Regions from separate parts of the Zea mays genome. Here region 1 is linked to region 2. The links are chromatin contacts, called in public Hi-C maps. All regions are on one chromosome and are shown on one strand. Each heading gives the region's core, a stretch centred on a gene start, on an enhancer-like site or on the middle of the called end of the contact. The rest is flanking DNA. Distances are from core to core; before and after follow the strand shown. Region 1 holds the start of LOC100281546 (AMP-binding protein). Region 2 holds the start of LOC100272666.

Region 1 (2,700 bases), core at 21-2,520, 210 kb after region 2:
AAAAAGACATGAAAAGTCAAGTGCTAATGAAATCTTAGGTTTGGATACAGATGGAAAATATGCATGTTGCCTCTGAGAAATGGTCGCTCACTGAAACATGAACAGTTGAAACTGGGAATGATATAAATGGGGCCGATGGGTATTGGGCGATGGGCAGGTAAGCAACAGATAGCAGCAAACCATTGATGTCCACATTAATTGTAAAAAAAAAACAGTGTACAGATTCGAACGTAAGCCTGCCCACTGCATCGATTAATATAGGGATACAGTTTCTCTATGCTTTCCATTGTTTATACTTTATAGCAGCATGTCATACTGTTGATACATGTGCATCGCAACGGCAAGAGGATCTCGTTTGCATGAAACAACCAGCGTCCTCTCTAGTCTCCATCACTAAACAAAGTGGGTGCACCGTAATCAGCCGACACAGGCACAGCAGAAGCGAATTCCAAAATCCAAACTGAAAGAGCAGCACCTCTTCTTCTTTTTTTCACTCGCACCACCGTTTCCTGCATCAAAACTGTGGGGGCTGCCGGCCTACCCATAGCATTAGATATTTCGATATATAGGGAGAAAAGTCAAAAAAGGGATGAGACACCCCAGTCCATTGCCATCTGAAGAGGAGTCCCCGATTCAGTGCAAAAAAGCGGCGGTTCGCAGTCTTATACTAGTATACGGTTAAAAAAAGGTAGAGCGGTCAAGCGATCGATCCGCTGCTGGTACGTGGCGGCGCCCCGTGTGCGGCTCCGGCAGCCGACGCGCGCCCCCGACACGGCTGCCTGCGACTAGCTCTAGAGCGCTTCGGATCGGCTCAATTCGTCTCGTCGTCCCACACAGGACGGCGGCGGGTGGGTATTGTAGCGATGGTAAAATAGTAAATAGTATAAGTATATGGCGGAGTAGCTCCCTCCGAGCCTGACATCCCACCCCGCGGCGCCGCATGCATCCCGAACTGGAGAGGAGGGGCGATAGGTGACAGGGAGGGAAGGGGGGGGGGGGGAGCGCGGCGTACGTACCGTGGGCGTACTCGGCTGCGGCGGCGGTGGGGTTGGCGGAGAGGCCGCATCCGCCGGCCGGAGGCTGGTGGTGGTGGACGTGGGCGGCGCCCAATGCGGACTGCTCCTGCTCCTCCCGCGCCATTGTTTCCTTGCGCTGCTCCTGCTAGGCTCGGGCTCCCTCCCTTTGGCGTTTCGTGGCGTGGGGGGGAGGAGGATGTGTGGGAAGGCGCGCGCGAGGCCGAGGAGGGAGGGACCCCCCGAGGTGGCGGATATGCGTTGTTGGCGTGGGAACCGAGAGGGTAGGGATAGCGATATGGTGCGTCGCCGTCGCGTCGGTCGGGGACGGACGGAGACGGACACGGCTCCTCGTGCTCGCTCGCTTTGCCGCTTGCGTGCGCCTACTACTAGCCGTATAGTATAGTAGGCAAAAAAAAAAAACGGTTTCTAGATGGAATCAAGTGTGCATCGGCGCTCCCGACGCCTTTTTGGCGCCCGCCGTCTATAGGGATAATACTAGTAATTACAAATATATAATAATAACGACATAAACAAAAAATTGCTGTCTCAAGCGTCAGTTTGCTTGCTTGCGTGCGCGCGTCTCTCGTCTCGTCCTGCGACGCTACGCTACGCGACGCGGCACGGAACGGCACGGCATGGCATGGCAGGACACGGCACGGGCGGACGCGCGGCCCCGCAGAGCGTCCGGCGGTGTGGGAAGAGACTGAGCGGCAACGACACGGCGCGCGGTGACCACGTCCTGCATTGCATGTGGAAACGCAACGTGGTAGGAACGCGCCGCGGTGTGAACGACGTCGCTACGCTATCATCATCGTTTCTGCGTGCCTCCTGCTGCTGCTAGATGTCCACATTGGAGTTTCTTCTACGTACGTTTGGGTCCGTTTGGCGACGGTAGCCAACCCATCAGACGAGCAGAATTGACGATGATCTCGATCCAAAACATTGTTCTACCGGGCTAACCAAACACGCTCTACTATAGTCTATAATACATAATAATCGGTGGGTGTGGACGGAGGCCTCAATGTGATGTCTTCTAACAGTATATTTTTTAATTAATTAATGCCCCACGGCTATACTAGAGACGGACCTGTGTAAACGTAAGGCTGAGGGAGATGAGAGAGTCCAGACCCCGCTCAATCTCTACTACTAACTATGTGCCTATCGTAGGCGTCCACAATTCTACGGTTCTGCCGTCGCGCGCCGAGCCTGCCATCTCCCTCCGCGCTCCATCCGCCGCCATCCGCGCTCGCCTCCCTCCGCGCTTCCTGGAGCCGCTTGCTCCTTCCTTCGACGGCACAGATCCCCTGTGCCTACCATCTCCCTCCGCCCTCCCGCCCCTCCAATTCTCTGTTTCTCACGCCAGGTAGGGTTTCTTACCTCCGTGTCGCCGCCTCCGTTCATTGTCCGCGACGCCACCTCCATTCCCCATCTGCACCATCGTCGGCCCAAAGTCATCAGCCTCCGCACCGTTCATGGAAGGGCGTACTGGAAGGTCTGCATCCGCTCTACTCTCTATCCCCGCTAATCTCGTGTCTGCGCGTCGCTCTCTTCCACCCTCCAATCTCGCGCCGTCTCCTCCCCGTGCTCCATCTCCTCGCCCTCGATCGTGTCTGGCGTTCTCTTCCCCGTCCTCCGTCTCCTCGTCCTCCTCCGTGTCACCGAGATCCGCGCGGTGGCGGCCTCC
Region 2 (2,700 bases), core at 85-2,584:
CAACTGATGTATGACAGGTTAAGGTAATCTACTTATTAAACTATAAAAATATCATCGTATTACGAAATCAAGTTGACGTATCCTTCCTCCCCAATGCCCAAGCCAGTTCAACTGTCGGCAGTCCCTACCACCCACACGTGCGCAAGGAAAGAATTGTGCTAGTAGCACACGGAATTTCTAATTGCCAAGCAAATCTCCCATGATTGATGATGATTCCTAGTCGGGCGGATGTACCTTGAGCTGCGCCAGTGCGGTGGGTGTCTCGGTGAGGAACTTGACGGCGAGCGTCATGAGCACGGAGGTGGTCTCGTACCCAGCCACCAGCAGGGACAGGCAGAAGTCCACCATCTCCTCCACGGAGAAGCTCCCGCCCTCCGCTTCGAGGAGCTCCTCCACCATGTCCTTCTTCTCCCCGTTCTTCTTACTGGCGCCACAGTCGTCCTCCGCCTTGTCGTCCATCCTCTTCCTTACCACCTCCCGAAGAGCTCCGGCCACCTTCTTCCTCGCCTGAATCGGGTAGGAAAGAAAAAAAACGCATCTTTATTACATCGATCCGTTACGGTAGAGACTGGGGAAAAGGAGGAGAGGAGAAAGGCAAAGGGGCGAGCACCTTGAGGGCCTGGCCGTAGACGGTGAACGGGAGGAGGGAGGCGAAGGGGAAGGGGATGGAGAAGAAGCCGTCGACGAGCTTCACGTACTCGCGCCGGACGCTCTCGGTCCACGGCCCAGGCTCGATGCTGACGAGCTGCCACACGGTGAGGTTGAAGGTGATCTTCTTGGCCTCGTCGAGGAGGCGCATGGCGCCGGCGCCGGGGCGGTCCCAGCCCCTCATGGTGGCGAGGACGAGGCGGTCGATGTGCGCCAGCAGCGGCGGCGAGGCCGGGCGGCCGAGGCGGGTCAGCGTGAGCGAGTGGAGGCGCTTGTGCGCGGGGCCCGAGGTGAGCAGCAGCGACCGCGGGCCCAGCAGCGTGGCGATGGACGACGGGTAGCTGCAGCTCACGGCGCGGCCCTCCGCGGCCAGCAGCAGGCGGTTGAAGGCCGGGTCGGCGGAGAACACGGTGCGCTCGCCGAACACGTGCGTCGTGAACACCCCGCTGCCGTGCCGCGCCACGCGCTCGTCGATGAACGGCTCCGGGTTCGGCGACTTGTACGCCGCGATGAGCCGCAGCGTCTCCCCGATGAGCGGCAGCCCCGTGCTCCCCGGCGGCAGCCGCGCCGACGCGGACCGCCGCCGCCCCGCCGCCGCCCGCCAGACCACGAGCAGCCACCCCAGCGCCGCGGCCAGCACGGCGCCCAGGAGGAACAGCGGCGGCGGACCGCCCGCGTCCATGGCAGTGGCGCCTTGGGTTGGGTGCGGAGTGGGGAGTGGAGCTCGTGCGCGTGTCGGGGAGTGACAGATTGTGTGAGTGATGCGCTGTTGCCAGAGATAAGAGATTCTTTGGCACCACCAGCCACACAAAAGTGGAGGATGTTGGTGGAGGTATTTATTAGACCGACTCGAACGAAATCTATAAAGTATCCTATACACTATAATTAAATAACATTTCTCTTTTCTATAGGCTTTAGGAATAGATATAATAACAGGTTGCAAGCATGCTTAATATTAGGATTGAGGAGAGAAGAAGCGGATAACAACTAAGGAAATTTGTAAAATATGTATAAAATATTTGAGGGTATAATAAATATAGATAATGCTCCTCCATCATCTATATCTATATAGACTCTCTTTCTCTCTCTTCTTTTTTCTTATCTATCTATTTATATATTTTAAACAACATATCAAGTAAAATAAGTATAAACCATTCGAGGGTACGACAAATATATAATTTGAGAGTATGACAAATATATACGTATAAAAATTTAGAATAAAATATGTCTTAATATGGATACTTAAGTATAGAATACGAGATATAGTGGATGCTGCTGAAGAGGATTGAAGTATAGATGAGTGAATATTTTAGAGTAGTTTGTAAAAGGAGGGATGTACATAAGGGATAGAGGGAATATGTATGTTTGGATATAGTCTTATTATGTTTGCTTGCAGCCTGTCATCATGTTACCTTAACTCATAAATCACATCTTCCTCTTAGGTCCCGTTTGGATCCCACCTTCTAAAGTTTGGTGACTAAAGTATAGTCACTTTTAGTCCTTAAACTGTCAAACATGGTGACTACAGTATAATCACATCTATGTTGTGTCTCAAAGCTTGTTTAAATTGGTCTCGACACATATCCATATGTAAAGGATATCTTCACGGGTTCTACGAGCTTACTCGAGAAAAGATAGAGCCCACGAGATAGAGAGGATGGAGAAGAAATACAAAGTTGGAATTTAGGCTCCATATGTAAGCGTACCGTATCTATATATCACATGGATATATGTATATCTATTTAGACCGGCTCTAAGATCTGAATATTGATAGAGGATTTGAATGTGTGACTTGTAATATGGGGACCGTGATGACAAAAAAAAAGGTTGAGTTCCTAAAACATGTGATTTTCATGTTTAGGAGCCGGTATACACAATCAATCAAGTTTGAGATCTAAACAAATAATTTACAAGTTTAAGAAACGAGATGATATAGATGAACAAGTTTGATGATTTAAATGGTTGATTTATGATATTAAGATTTGGGATGACACAACCCAACGGGTTTGAGGATTACTATTGGACTTTATTTTTATTTGTTTATTTATAGGC

The links. Hi-C and Micro-C count contacts between places; a contact is called where the count stands out from the background.
Region 1: a Hi-C map of leaf shows a contact between it and region 2, with 1.9 times the contacts expected there. The contact joins the promoter of LOC100281546 here to the promoter of LOC100272666 in region 2. A contact is called at or near these places in 5 of 25 Hi-C or Micro-C datasets (bundle sheath, ear, leaf and 1 more).

What each region holds. Positions count from the first base shown.
Region 1 is chr4:193,002,509-193,005,208 of Zm-B73-REFERENCE-NAM-5.0, forward strand. LOC100281546 (AMP-binding protein) reads right to left here and starts at 1,271. Exons shown (of 23, transcript NM_001154465.3): 1 at 1,017-1,271. The coding sequence starts at 1,140.
Region 2 is chr4:192,787,492-192,790,191 of Zm-B73-REFERENCE-NAM-5.0, forward strand. LOC100272666 reads right to left here and starts at 1,335. Exons shown (of 7, transcript NM_001147124.1): 1 at 611-1,335; 2 at 235-507. The coding sequence starts at 1,330.